2 separate regions of the Sus scrofa genome follow, and region 1 is linked to region 2. Evidence: chromatin contacts called from public Hi-C data. All regions are on one chromosome and are shown on one strand. Each heading gives the region's core, a stretch centred on a gene start, on an enhancer-like site or on the middle of the called end of the contact. The rest is flanking DNA. Distances are from core to core; before and after follow the strand shown. Region 1 holds the start of TMX1 (thioredoxin-related transmembrane protein 1). Region 2 holds the start of PYGL (glycogen phosphorylase L).

What was found. A called contact is a pair of places that touch in the nucleus more often than the background predicts.
Region 1: a Hi-C map of liver shows a contact between it and region 2, with 4 times the contacts expected there. The contact joins the promoter of TMX1 here to the promoter of PYGL in region 2. A contact is called at or near these places in 1 of 5 promoter capture datasets (liver), 5 of 47 Hi-C or Micro-C datasets (liver, skeletal muscle and subcutaneous adipose tissue) and 2 of 2 datasets of contacts at active chromatin or transcription factors (alveolar macrophages and skeletal muscle).

Annotation. Positions count from the first base shown.
Region 1 is chr1:180,932,425-180,940,236 of Sscrofa11.1, reverse strand. TMX1 (thioredoxin-related transmembrane protein 1) reads right to left here and starts at 6,559. Exons shown (of 8, transcript XM_001928249.4): 1 at 6,153-6,559; 2 at 2,803-2,918; 3 at 1,082-1,127. The coding sequence starts at 6,304.
Region 2 is chr1:180,700,571-180,708,192 of Sscrofa11.1, reverse strand. PYGL (glycogen phosphorylase L) reads left to right here and starts at 4,069. Exons shown (of 21, transcript NM_001123172.1): 1 at 4,069-4,311. The coding sequence starts at 4,069.

The DNA of each region.
Region 1 (7,812 bases), core at 5,310-7,809, 230 kb before region 2:
CACTACCCACAGCAAGGTTAGAGGGCCCTAATCCACCCAGAGCCAAAGACGACAAGGAAGGGTCCACTCAAAACTCCAAAGTTTTGCACAGAAAAGGGCACGTGAGCTATTTTTGAAGGTCAGGTAAGATCTCAAGAGGCAGAAATTAGGGGAATTGGCATGATAAACAACATGACTAAAAGAAAAGGGCAACAAATTCCAGAAAATTTCAGGCAGTGATTAGAAAAGAATAGCCAGTTACCCAGACATGTGGAAAAAAGGACTTGGTGAAAAAGGAAAGAAGTACTTATAGAGAGAGAATAGACATTTATATAGATACAAAGGGAGTAGGGGCGACTAAAAAGGCACAGGGAAGCATACAAAGATGAAAAAATGATGATAAAGAAAATCAAGATACCTACACACAGAACTGCCAACTTCTTGTCTTTATAACCTTAAATAAGAGAAGTGCTGGCTGGCATTTAGCCAACAGCTAGGTGAACACTAAGGTTCAGGGCAGATATAGAGATTTAAGGTTTCTCATGACCACTTGGGAAGATAAAGACAAACTAAAAAGCCTAACACTGAAGACTACATGATCGTATTCATTCTGATTTAACCATTTCACTTACCACTGTTCCCAAAGTTGAGCCACAGCACCTTCTTAGCTAATATTTGAACATATCATGCTATTTATGACTGAGACTGTCCTTAGGATGGAATGCTTACTCAGCACTCCTGAAAATTCTACCTCCAAGGGTGAGTTTAAACTCTGTATTTTCTAGGAACCAGTCCAGCGTAGTGATTTTTTTCCCCTTACCAAATTTCCTACAGTACTTATCACAACTCTGGGCTCACATTCATTTACTGTGCTGAATGGTATCACACCATTTCTCACGCACATCATCTTCTAAAACAATTACAATCTCTGAAATCACCAATTGTTCATACATCATTCATCTAAAGGGACCTAAGGAAATAAGCCTTCCAATAAACTTACTGAATATAATGCTCTTTAAACACAATCCAGAACAGAGGCCTACTATTCTGATTAAAGTATGATGCATCTTTCTCCATAACTACAGAATCTTCAAATACTTACTGATAAATAGTAGGAAGAGCAGTTATGATAAATCGTCCACTTAGTCCTACGAATGATAAAGAAAGACTAGAAATAAATACAAGAAATAACACACAACAGGTTTTATATGGGACAATTACTTACTATTTAAAGTTGATTCTATATAATTTAGATACTAATAGGCAAAGAATATGAAATTATACCTAAAAATAGTTGAGTTTTATAACATAAACAATGAAAGAAATTCCAATTATGTACTTAAAGCGACTTAAAATCTACTAAACATTATCTCAATTTAAAAGTATGTAAAGTCTGGAGTTCCCATGGCGCAGTGGAAATGAATCCAACTAGGAACCATGAGGTTGCAAGTTTGATCTCTGGCCTTGCTCAGTGGGTTAAGGATTTGGTGTTGCCGTGAGCTGTGGTGTAGGTTGGACCTGGCGTTGCTATGGGTATGGTGTAGGCCAGCAGCTGAAGCTCTGACTATATCCCTAGCCTGGGAAACTCCATATGCCACAGGAGCGGTGCTAAAAACCAAATAATAATAATAAAAAGTATGTAGAGTCTGAATATCGAACACATTTGTGAATGTATATATAAACATTTGATCAAGTATACTACAATAAGATTACTGCAAGGAGTCACAAGATAGCACAATATAATGAGTTTTAAGTCTAAAATTATATGAAATTGAATTTGATAATCAAGAAAAAATGAAGTTTCTAAGGTGTGATTACAAGTGGAAACTATTATGAATCTTTCATTAGGTTGGCAATGTCATTATTAACCCTAGCATTATTCACCATGTGTTAAACACTAAAATAACTAAGGAATAATTTATGCCTCAGTTTTCTTATCTGTCAAATGAGGATATTACCTCTCCCACAAGGTAAGAACTATTAATGCAAAACATTTGAAGCAGTACCTCTAATAAGTGCTCACCAAGTATTAGCAATTATTACCATTTGGGATAAGGGCAGTCAAGAATCCAGGTTTACTGTGACCAAGAACAGGTAAGATGAGGCTGGTCTAAGAAAGAAGTAGCCATAAGGACAGGGCCTGCTACTTGTCCAGGGGGCTTTGTAATTAAGAGCTCATGATGACAAATCAGTTAATGATTACATGTGGAACCCAATTAAAGAGATTCACCTCCCTTGTCAGGGAATTTTACCCTGGCTCTACAGAGAATCTCAACCACATGATCCTTATTCTGAAGTCTGCTATAGATGCAAATGTTCGGTTGACCAATGTCCATCTGGACCACAATGTCCCATGGCTTCTCAGAGACATCTTACGTACTAGTCTGGGGCTGGGGATGCAAAGGGGAAAAGATCAGAGGCAGTTACGTGGGGAAGAATGGAGGGAGGAAGATGCCCCCAAGGTCGCTTAGAGTGATCCATGCCTGCTGTGGCTCAGCAGAAACGAACCTGACTGGTATCCAGGAGTACTCAGGTTCAATCCCTGGCCTCGATCAGTGGGTTAAAAATCCGGTACTGCTGTGAGCTGTGGTGTAGGTCATAGATTCGGCCCGGATCCTGTGTTGCTGTGGCTGTGGTGTAGGCCACCAGCTACAGCTCCAATTTGACCCCCAGCCTGGAAACTTCCACATGCTTCACCCGCGGCCCTGAATGAAAAAAAAAAAACAAAACTAGTGAAAGTTAAGAGTTAAGACCGTTTAACGTGGAAAAAGGAAAAACAGATCATCTCGAATTGCAAAAAAAAACTAACCAGACTTACAGTACCTGGCTGCTCTGTGACATCTACTTTTGCAACATTAACCTCGAGATCTTCTCCCCATTCAGCAAAACTTTCCCATTCTGGTTGAAGGTTCTGACAAGCAGGACACCATGGAGCATAACTAAAAAACATAATTTTTTTTAAACATTCTAATAATATTGGGATAAAAATGCTAATATGCTTAACATAAAGAATATACTAAAAACAAGATAGCAAAGTGGCTAATTTTATAAAGATGAAAAGGTTTTAAGTGCAGGTCTAACTCTCTGGAAATCAAGAATTATGAACTGATAATGCTAATCACAGAAAAGTAATTCTGAGAATTAAGACACAAGGACTTTTTCACGTGCAAAACAGCTCCTTAAGAACCTTTGGATTTATGGAGTTCCCTTTGTGGCTCAGTGGTTAATGAACCTGACTAGGATCTCTAAGGATTCAGATTAGATCCCTGGCCTCGCTCAGTGGGTTAAGGATCCAGCGTTGCTGTGAGCTGTGGTGTAGGTCGCAGACGCAGCTCAGATCCCACGTGGCTGTGGCGTAGGCCGGCAGCTGTAGCCCTATTAGACCCCTAGCCTAGGAACTTCCATATGCCGTTAACTGCAACCTAAAAAGCAAAAAGAAAAAAAAAAGAAAGAAAGAAAAGAAAAAAGAAATTAAAAAAAAACTTTGGATTAAGAAAAAAGAAATTAAAAAAAACCTTTGGATTTCTCTATGAAACTGTATCCAGAAAGCTCCAAGTCAAATCTGGAGTTCATCAGTTTTAATAATTTTATGTGCAGGAGTCACAAATGCAACGTGCTAATAGAAGAAAAAAAGGAAGCACCCAGGGCTATGGTAAATAGGAAACACATGCCCCCTCCTACAAAGGAAAATGACAGTCAACAGGGAACTACTGGCCCAGTCCAAATTAAAAGGAGCTGAAAAAAATCTTCATTTTTATGTAAAAATGTTACCCAGAACTTAACCCAGACACAAACACTAGGCAGGCCAAAAAAAATTCTTAGGCCAGAACTTGGTCAACCTCAGATTTACAAATCTATGGCCAAACATACTAGCTTTTTATTTACTCTTTTAGTACTTAGTCTTTAGAGGCCCTGAATCTTTCCTAGGATTTGATTTTTCTCGTTTTATAATTATCTCATAATTTAATGGAACCAGGCTTTTTTTTGGAACCAGGAACCTACACCTGTTAAAAATATGAGTACAGTTTCTGTAGTTCATTATACTTTCTTCACTTATTTTATGGAAATAAAACTCCCAAAAGTTATAGGCAATGTGGAACAAGACTAGTACTGTCCACAAAAGGCAAAATCTCTAAAAAAATGTATTACAAACAAATCTCTCTGTTAAAAAAAACTCCTGATCAGGAGGGATTTAACGTAGACAATCTAACTTGTAGTAAGAACAGACAGCATTAGAAACCCTTGACCCTTTTTCATGTTCCTTTTGTTTCTTAGGTGCTTTTAAAATACTTAACCTCATATAAATTATGGACATGATGAGGAAAGAAAAGAAAAAAATACTATGGTATACTCTAATTTCACACAGATATTCTAATTCAAAAACCCTACTACTTCACTTTTGATTACTACTATATTGATATAGTTTGATCCAGTGAGTTAATAAAAATCTCCTTGAGGAGTTCCCGTTGTGGCGCAGTGGTTAACAAATCCAACTAGGAACGATGAGGCTGCGGGTTCAATCCCTGGCCTTGCTCAGTGGGTTAAGGATCCGGCGTTGCCGAGAGCTGTGGCGTAGGTTGCAGACGCTGCTCGGATCCCGTGTTGCTGTGGCTCTGGAGTAGGCCGGCATCTACAGCTCCGATTAGACCCCTAGCCTGGGAACCTCCATATGCTGAAGGAGCCCCCCTAGAAAAGGCAAAAAGACAAAAAAAAAATTAAAAATTTAAAAAAAATAAAAATCTCCTTGAGTAACACTCGAATGTATTTTGCACATTAGTTCATAATTACTATTGCTTAACACATTATTTATGAAACTGTGAACATTTTATGGAGACAAGCTAAAACAAGTTACCGAGGACAATGAAACCAAATGCTGTCCCTGGTTATGTTTCCTCTCCTCTGTAGCTCCAAGGGTGCCTGAAAATTCATTTTACTGAGTTATAAACTATATGCATACTACATAAACATTTCTCCTATTTTGTCCTTCACATAAATGATCTATGCTTGATTTAATGACTGAAGAGTTACTGATTTGGCCTTCTGGGATGTATACTTTCACCTTCCTCCTTAACTAGCAACCCAATCACAGAAGAAAACACCCACCTGAACCCAGTTAAAGAAGGGGGCTGTTCTACAACATCAACATAATTAAAGCTTTTTAGGTACAGCTTTTCCTACCTGTAAAGTGTAGGAAATAACAAGTATCTTGTAGAATTTGTAAAGAATTTAAGTATGACAAGGCATATGACGTGTTTACAGGTGTCTAGTACACAGTTAACACTCAATAATGGTGTTTTTCACTAATATCACTAATACCATTAGTATCAATAATACTGTCACCACCATTACCAATTTAGTGACTAAAGCAAAGGCAGATAGTTTACTACCTACCAATGCATAAGGGACATGATCATAATGGAATCACCAGACACATGATTTTATTCAAACAATAAATGACGACCTGACACTCTTTTAAGAGTTTATAATCACTCACAATTAATTTTCTTTTTTAAATGCAATACCACTTAGAGAGACATAAGAGTAACAACCTAGGACATTCAGTACTTTGCAAAAACACACACCCAAAGGAAAAATGAGATGTGGGCAAAAAGAAAAGCGAACACACACACACGCCCGATTCATAAAATTTAAAATAAACTAAAAAGACCTCAAATTCTAACATTCTAAGTGGACTACTTTTTAAGGACAATTAGACAAAAGGAGAGGAAAGGCTGCAACTCAATTTCCTCTTCTGCAGTTTGGTAAAAATAACTCTGGAAGTCTGTAAGACTCACAAGAAAATCAATGTATAGCAACTAGTCAGACTAACCTCCCCATCCCCAAAAACCTTGAAGAAAAGTTGAGAGAATTCAAAGCTGAAAGCAGCCTCTACATACACCGCAGCCCTAGCAACCAAACTAGGGTGCACACTTCAGAAAAAAAAACTTAAAAGTATTACCCGGTCGCAAACGAAGGGGTGGGATGAAAGCAGCCGAAGATCCCAAGAGTTAGGGGATTCCGAGCAGTCGGGGGCTCCCGTGCCGCGGCTCGGAGCCGCAGCGCCGAAGAGCCTAGGACGCTCGGGAGAGGAAGGAGAATGAAGTCGGGGCTCCAGACTAGGATCCAGTACCCCGGCCCACAGAAGGGCCCCCAGACCACCGTCCCGCACTCACAATTCTATCATCCACTCTCCTTCCAGCAACTCTTTCCAGTTCTCGTCGGTGATGATGCGCACGTCGCTCCGCCGCCCGTGGGTCCAGGGAGCCTCCCACAGCAACAGCAGCAACACCGCCAAGGGGACCATAGGACTCCCGGAGGGCGCCATGTCCGCCGCTCGCCCTCCCCACAGCAAGCGCTGCGGCCCCCACCTTCGCGTAACCTCTCCTCACTTCCGTCCGTGCGAGCTCATCTGCTCGTGCGCATGAGCGCGGCGAGGCTCGCGCGCGCGCCTTGAGGACTCTCAATGCGCATGACGAGACCAGGTCTCAGTGGGTTGGTTTAGCAGCGAAGGAGCGCGCCTATTCCCTAGTGCGCATGACAAAAAAGCATTCCCTTCCTTTCTGCTTTTCCCGAATATGGTGTCGGAAGAGAGGCGGAGGGCGTGGTGTAGAAAGTGGGGTGGGACTTCGGAGAGAACAGCTTCAAAGTCTGCGGCAGGATTTTGGCGCCAAAAGTTTGGCGTTTATACTAACTTAAGGCGATTGGTAAGTCTATGCTAAAGCAGTTTCCGGCTAACTGCCTGTCAGGGTTTTCTTTTTTTTTTCCTTTTGAAAAATTTTGTAGGACAGTTAATGGATGTTTGTATGAGTCAGAAAGTTTAGTGCACTTTATGCACTTTAGGGTATATGTTGTCCCTCTTTTTTTTTTCTTTTTTTGGTTTTGGGTTTTTTTTTTAATGCAGTAGTTACAGAGAGGATAGATCAGAAATTCAAAATGGAGCAAGACACAGAGGCTGCTTGTAACAGATATTTCAGATTTTTTCCTTAAGCATCTGTAAATACAAATCAAAATGTGCACTGAGTTTGGTATTAATCAGTCAAATGAAAATAATTGCATTTACACCTCCTCACTTCATATTCTCTCCTAAACTCAATCCAATTGACTGATTCCTCCCAATCCCCACCCTTCCCTGAAAGGCCTTTTCTAGGACATTAGTAATTTGCATGTTAACATTCATCTTACTTGACTGCCAGCAAGCATTCTGTCACCACACCCTCCTTGAAATGGGTTATGTGGTACCTCATTTGTTTTTTTGTTTGTTTTTCCTCCTTCCTCACTAGCTGCTCTTTCTGAAACGTCTTGGCTGGTTCTCCTCTACTAATTTCCAGACATTGACTGGCCCCTGGATGCTGTACTGGCCCCCCTCCTCTTAATCTCAAACTTCTCCAGGTGACCTCACTTCTGGCTTTAAAAAGCATATGACTGTCATTTCCAGCCCTGACCTTTCTGGGAACTTCAGACCTGTATCTTGTTTTAAAAACAACAACAACAAAATTCAACCCAGTAAATTTAAAGATCTATTTGTCATAAGTCAGGCACCATTCCATCTGGCAACTAGAAGGGCTCTCCAAGAGGTTATACAATGGAAGGCTTTTATAGGAAGAAGGGTGAGGCAAAGGAGTTCTTGGCGAGAGAAAAGAAAGGATTATTTTTTAGGACTTTTGAGGGGAAGGGCACTGGCAAGGGCTTTATCGGTATAGATTCCTCTTCTTTAAATCTCTGTTTGCTGTCATGGGAAGCAAATGATTCCATTTTTTAACAACATTAAACTCTTTGCTGGACATCTCTTGGATATCTTATAGGGAGCTTAAACATAACAGGATCAAAAAAAGT
Region 2 (7,622 bases), core at 2,820-5,319:
TATTTACTTTTTGTCTTTTTTTTGCCACCCCTTTTCTGACAGAGGGCAGCTTATACTTTTCTTGTGAGGTCTGGACGATGTGCTCAGCTATTTGCAAAGGCCATTTCATCAGGGTAGCCACTGGGAAGCTGCAGCTGAGAAACAGCAATAACACAGGCCATCGTTGCCAAGGCTGGTGTAAACGAGATGTGGGCAACTTTAGCCTAATACTTTTACAGAGAACCACTGCTTCCAGTGTTACCAGTCAGGCAGAAGCTGAAGGAAAAGTTTTTAAAGGTAGTAATATTCTTAGTCAAGCAACTTAATCTCTCAGGCCTCGGTGTTCTAGACCAGTACAGAACGATCAGATGTTAGATTCTGAAGGGACCTTGGAAAACATAAACTCGGTGTTTCCCAAACTTCAGTTAAATTTGTACATTTTTAGGCAACCCATGATGATAATTTTTCTTTAAGTAAATTCACTTTCACTTAACATTTAAAAAGCAAAGTTTATATCAGAGTGTTAACTGGCAAAGTGTCATTTACCACAAGTGGAAGGCAATGTTATTAAATTCTAGTTAGATGCTAAAACCTGAAAAAGGTGTAGAGTCTGGACCTGCTTTCTGTTAAAAACACATATTAACAAGTATTAAAGCCACAGTAACACCAAAGACTTTCTAGAAAGACTGGAGCAGAAGTGAAAAGACTGACAATGTGCCTCACTGTCATTCAAGACTGAATCTGTGGCGCACTCCTAAGCCACTTAAGAACTCCCTTTCATGTGTGTTGAATGGTCCCTCCCCTCATGCTATGGTCTGGACAATGTATCCTTCACAGTGTTTCCGTTTTGAGGGATGTGCAACTCAGGGGCACGGTTTCACTGACTGGCTATGGAATCAAGCAAATACTGTGCTTATTAGTTCATCATTATCCTGGATTTCCAACAAGAATTTAGTCCAACTAAGTGGACAAAGGGGCTAGGATCCACCTATTCGAAACTGTCTTAGGCAAACCAAGAAACAGCAAGTTGTCTCCCATCTCTTTTGCAACCCCTAATTCCTCACCCCCCATCCAAGTACCCAGATAATTCACTTGTCTTTTGCTGCTCAGAGGTCTCCCTGGGACTAAGATCTACTCAGACCTAGCTTCCCCTCATCCAACTGCTCCACCCTATTTTCCATTTATTGAACAATTTCACACCAACCTGTGAATGACCCAAAACTGGCTTAATGCTTAAATAGAAATATTCAAGACTTAAGAGACCTGCCCTTTCAGCATCCTCTCAAACTTTACCATAGAGGCCTGGTTATTTTAAGGTCAACTTTGTGTGTGTGTGTTTGTTTGATTTGTTTTTGTTATTGAAGTATAGTTGATTTATAATATTATATTAGTTTCAGGTGTACAACATAGTGATTCAATATTTTTATAGCTTATATTCCATTTAAAGCTATTACAAAATAATGGTTATATTTCCTGTGCTGTACAATATATCCTTGCCGCTTATTTATTTTATGTATAGTAGTTTTCCTACCCTAATCCCCTCCCGCTGCTGCTCCACTCTCACTTTTGTTAGTTTGTTAGTTTGTTTGTTTTGGCTGCACCCAGGTGTAAGTTCCCAGGCCAGGGATCAAACTCATGACAGCACTAGATTCTTAACCCATTGTGCCACAAGAGAACTCCTCCACTCTTACTTTTTTTTTTTTCCTCTTGCTTTTTAGGGCCACACTCATAGCATTTGGAGGTTCCCAGGCTAGAGGTTGAATTGGAGCTGCAGCTGCCAGCTTGCATCACAGGCACAACAATGCAGGATCCAAACCACATCTGCGACCTACACCACAACTTGGGGCAACACCGGATCCTTAACCCATTGAGCAAGGCCGGTGATCGAACCTGAAACCTCACGATACTAGTTGGATTCGTTTCTACTGCGGCACCACAATGGGAACTCCTCCACTCTCAATTTTAATTTAAGATGGCCAATCCTCATCCTCGTGTCATCCTCACTGGCCTCATCCAGATGGCCAATCCTCATCCTCATGTCTCCTAAATGCTTTCCCATGCAGGTCATTAGTATTGCAGGTATTGCATGTTGTATAACTGGCAATGGACTGTTTCTAAAATGATAGCTTAATACCACTTTTTAGAAGAGGCTTCTGATATCCTACAATACCATGTGTTTGCCCTTGCCAAAGTTAAACACACATACACACCCAAATAAATACAACAAAGTTGGAGGTGAACAGTGCAAAGATCAGCCTGTACTGCCCAGTAACACAGGCTGCTTTGTTTTATGTAAACAAGGCAAACAGCTCAGTTAGTTATCCCTTCATTTTATAGGCACACATCTTTCTCTTTTCTCCTCCCCCCCCCCCCTGTTCAGCTAAAACATAATTCAAACAAGAGGCCTAAGGTAAAAGCCCCTGCCACTTAACCAGCCTGAAGGTCCAACTCAGGACTTCTGATTCTCATTAACCTGTCTCTGCAGCTGAACAGTAGGGTATTTTGACAAGGCAAGCCTGGGTCTAAGAGTCAATAACCCCAAATTCCTGAGTCCTCAAAACCTGAACTGAAAGCAAAGGGCACCCTGGGGTTCCTTTCTGAGGTCCAGGATCCAAGATGGGAGGGGCGCCAAGGACTTAGAGGGACATTCAACAACTGAAATAAGAGTGCAGACACTCCCCCACCCCCATCCCTGCTGAAGCTTGTGGTAGAACCCACTCCAGGTGGGAAATAACAGCAATAATAACAACATAGCAAATAAATCTCTGTAAAACAAAAGTTTGCCAGCAACACGTTGTTACCCGAATGGGGTTTGCCTCTTGGTGGGTGTCAGCCAAAAGACACAGCCAAGCCAAATATGCAGATAAGGAAACAAGTAAACAGAATACCAGGGATCTTTCCCAAGCAGTATCTCTCCCAATGGCAAAATGGGGGAATTTTTTTTTTTTTTTTTTTTTTTGTCTTTTTAGGGCCGCACCCACAGCATATGGAGGTTCCCAAGCTAGGTGTCCAGTCGGAGCTGTAGCCGCAGGCCTACGCCACAGCCACAGCCACAGCAAGGCAGGATCCAAGCCGAGTTTGCGACCTACACCATGGCTCATGGCAACGCTGGATCCTCAACCCACTGAGCAAGGCCAGGGATCAAACCCACAACCTCATGGTTCCTAGTCGGATTTGTTTCCGCTGCACCATGAAGGGAACTCCAAAATAGGGGAATTTTTAAGCTATGGGTACATGCATATCAGGAAGGGGCTTGGGCTGAGAACTCAGGAAAGAAATGGGGTAAATGTAAACAGAGTCCAAGCTTTAGTTGAGTAAAGTCTGGAGGGTCAGCGTCATCATGCCATCCCCCACCTGGATGGGGGCCTTAGTTCCTGCAGAACATAAAGGGTATGGGATTGTCAATATATCTGGAACTGGACGGTTTTATTGCTGACCTCCTGTTTCTTGACCGCTTTTCATTTGTTCCTGCATTCTCTTATTTTCCTTACTATCCATAGTTACTGAGACCTATGCAAGGGCTTAGCAGCTTACATCACAAAGGGGCTTAGGCCAAAAATGCCTTCTTTTATTTCAAGAAAGCCGTGCCTGGTTCTCTTTCTCCAGGGGCTCCCTACCTTATCTGCTTACCACGCTTTCACACACTGACATACTTCTAGTACCCAAGACTTTAGAGTGAGGAGACAGAACCAATGTCCCATCCACCCGCTCCCCCGCATCGCCCCAACAGACACATAATCCACAGATCCGGAAGGGAGCCTCGCACTCTTGTGCGTCACCCAAGGTCCCACCTTCTGCCGCCAAGAGGGTTCAGCCCCTCCTGGCCACCAGCCAGGCAGGAAGGCTGAGCACGCTCGCCCTCAGACCTCAGCTACCGCCCAGCTCCGCCCAGAGCCCCGGGAGGGGCCGGCCCTCCCTCCGCTGCGCCGGACAGTCGTGGGAGCTGGAACCCGGGCGGCGCCGTGCGGAGGGGCAGACCCCAAACTTTCCTGAGACTCAAAAGCGGCCTGCGGCGCGAAGAGGCTCCGCCCCTGTCCTGCCACCCGGCGCCTTGGGAAGCGCGTCCCGCTGGCTGCGCTGCCCGCCGCCATGGCCAAGCCCCTGACAGACCAGGAGAAGCGGCGGCAGATCAGCATCCGCGGCATCGTGGGCGTGGAGAACGTGGCCGAGCTGAAGAAGGGCTTCAACCGACACCTGCATTTCACACTGGTCAAGGACCGTAATGTGGCCACCCCTCGCGACTACTTCTTCGCGCTGGCGCACACAGTGCGCGACCACCTGGTGGGGCGCTGGATCCGCACGCAGCAGTACTACTATGAGAAGTGCCCCAAGGTACGAGCCCGGCGCCGCGCGGTGGTTTCCTTGCCGCCCATGCACCGGTCGCACCCTTCCGGGGCCGCGCACTCCAGCAGCCGGCTGTCCTGGCGGCGTCCGGGGCCGTTGGGAGGAGCCCTCGCTGTGACCTCTCCTAACCCGGCTCTCGCTGCCCGGGAAGTCCAGGGCAGTGTCTGGGCGGCGGCTGGGCAGCCCGGGGGACAGATCCGGCACTCCGCTAACACCCCACCCCGAGCGTCATCTCACCCAAACCACAGCTCTGCCCGCCCCCAGGGACCGTCCCGAGTAGATGGCTAGGCCTCCCTCGCCTCTCTGCTTAAATTCATTAACTTTTTTGGTGCATCTACTCTTAAGGTTTTAATCCAGAGGTAGCTGGCGTCTCCTGGGTGCCAGGCACAGGCCCCAGATAGTAGGCCCTGAACAAAGCGGTTAATGCCTTGCCTCGGGGAAGCTCAATGTTTAGGGAGGAGAGACGAATGCAAAGATCGTCAAAGGGCAGTAGGAGCTGAGGGGGCAGGTGGGCCAGAGTTGGAGGAAGGTGCTTTGAGGACTAGGTGGCCTGCTGTAGGCACTGCCTGGGTGTGGTGGAGAGGGAGGATAGAGTTCTCCCCCATCAGAGCTCTGTCCCCACCCCTCCCCTGCTTTCCCCAGTTCCTGGGAGTCGGGCGTGGAGGACTTGGCAGCCCTTTTGTTGTTGTTTTTTGTTTTGTTTGTTTGCTTGTTTGACCGCCTCACTCGGCATGTGAAAGTTCCCAGGCCAGGGATTCATTCGGTGGCACCACAGCAGCGACCAAGCCAATGCAGTGACAACGCCATATCCCGCTGCGCCACAGAAGAACTACCTCCTGGACTGACTTGAGTCCTGCGGGGTGGAGGTGCAGGGCCAGGCTACAGACTTGCTGTAACAGGCTGTTCACAGACCACCCCTACCCACTGCGCAGGGGCTGGAGTGGACGCTGCCTCATCACGGAGGAACACTCTACCTGGCCGATCTGGGAAGGGGAAAATTGAAGAGGACTTGGCAACCAGAGGGATTGTGTTGTGCAGAGACAGGGTGAGAGAGCAGCGCTGGCAGCTGCAGTGAGGGTGGGTGTGAGTCTTGGGAGAGGAAACTGGAAACGCTGGTTGGAGGTGTATTGAAAACCGTGAAAGATGGGGTAGATCCTAGAGGCAGTCGGAAATATATGTAAACGTTTATTGGCTTTTTTTTTTTTTAATATCTAAAGCATGAAAAAGAATAGTTCATGTTCCCAGTGCTCAAAGAACCTCTGAGCAAAAGAAAGTTCTCAAAGTAGAAACTGCAGCTGTAACAAAGCTTTCAAATGGAAAGTAACTTCCTCACCCCAGAGGCCTCTACCCAAAGGTAGCAACTGCTAGAAGACATCCTTAGAAAACACTTTATGTATACATATATTTACTGTATTTTTTATTTGGATGGAGGGGACCGCACCTTACATCAAAAGTTATTTTTTGTGGCTCAGCGGTAACGAACCTAACTAGGATCCATGAGGATACCGGTTCTATCCTTGGTGTTGCTCAGTGGGTTAAAGATCCAGCATTGTGGTATAGGTCACAGCTTGGATCTTGTGTTGCTGTGCCTGTGGTGTAGGCCAGCAGTTGTAGCTCAGATTCGACCCCTAGCCTTAGAACTTCCATAAGATGCATGTGTGCCCTTGAAATAAATAAATAAATAATTTTGTAAGTTTTTAAACTGGAGGGTGAGATGATAAGCCATATTTTAGAAACTAAACCCCCACCTCCACCATACACCCACTTCCAAATCATTTAGTGCTGACACTAGAACACACTTATGTTTCTGCTCCAGGGACTTCTCTGTTACTTTAGTTTTCCTGTTCTCTTGACATTTTTCTGCACTGGGCAGGCCTTTCCTACTTGAGTGCAGGTATAAGCCAGGTATTCTGATAGTGATACTGGTGAACAGGATCCATTCCATACGTGTTATTAATGTGTCTACTCTGTGACAGCCACTCATGTAACAGAAGGTCCCCGCCCTCGGCATAGAGGGGAGTCAGTAGGTGTGTGCTAGCTTCTCTCCCACCTCTTTTGTTCTCTAGTAACTGCAGATGAATCCCACATCTGGATTTCTAGTCTGAATTCCTTTTCAGACTCTATTCCTACATTGGTAAGTGCTCAGTGAATATACCTAAATTTCCCCTTATTTCCTTGAACTCAACGTTTTTAACAACTCAACGTTTTTAACAACTCAAATCATCATCCCTTCCAACCCTGCCCTATCTGCTGTTTTACTGATTTCAATGGTATTGCCCTCTGACAGTCACCCAGATACAAAGTATCAGTCTTACCTTTGATTTCCTCCTATATTCCCCATTCAGCAAGTTGCTGAATCAATCAAATTCTGTTGATTTCTGCAGTTTGCCTTGAAATTATCCACTTTGCTCTTTTTTCCCTTCCCTGCCTAATTGAGGCCCTAGCCTCTGGTCTCGATCAAGTAGATTTCTAAGCGATTACCTTGTTTCTCAGAAGTGATTAAACTGGCAGCATGCAAGCTGAATATAGCTAGCAGACTTATTTTGTTTGGTTGCTGAGATATCTTTAAACAGTTTTATTTTCGATGCCTTCGGGCAGGACATGTCCACTCTAGTTATTGGCCCAGTACTCCTCATTGTTTTTTTTTGTTGTTGTTGTTTTTGTTTCTTTGTTTTTAGGGCCACACCCAAAGCATATGGAAGTTCCAAGGCTAGGGATCAAATCTGAGCTACAACGGCCTACGCCGAACTCAGGATCTGCGTCGGCGACCTACACCATCACTCAAGGCAACGCTGGATCCTTAACCCATTGAGCGAGGCCAGGGATCAAACCTGAGTCCTCATGGATGCTAGTTGGCTTCGTTACTGCTGAGCCACAACAGGAACTTCCTCATTGTTTTTTATAACCAACTTTACGTATTTATTTTCTCTGCCTGGCTCCAAGGCATTTGCGTTTGCAATTCCATCTCATTGTATGCATTATAATCTGATTAAGCTTTGTAAAACAGTACATCTGCTTTCTGCTTAGATATATACACTGCTCCCATTGTCTGCCAGTCCTTAAGCCCTGAAGTCCCTTCTCATTCCAGGTGGGCCTGTCCCTCCATCTTTTCTCCCCCCCCCACCCCAGATTTACCTGACTCTCCTACAAACCCACTTGCCGTCCCCATCGATGCCCTGTTCTCCCCACCTCTGGGCCTTGAACACACTGCACCCTTCACCACATGTCTCTGCTCAACTCTTGCCTGTCCTGCAGGTCTCAGTTGTGTTGCCACCTATTCCATACACCTTTCTAGAAGT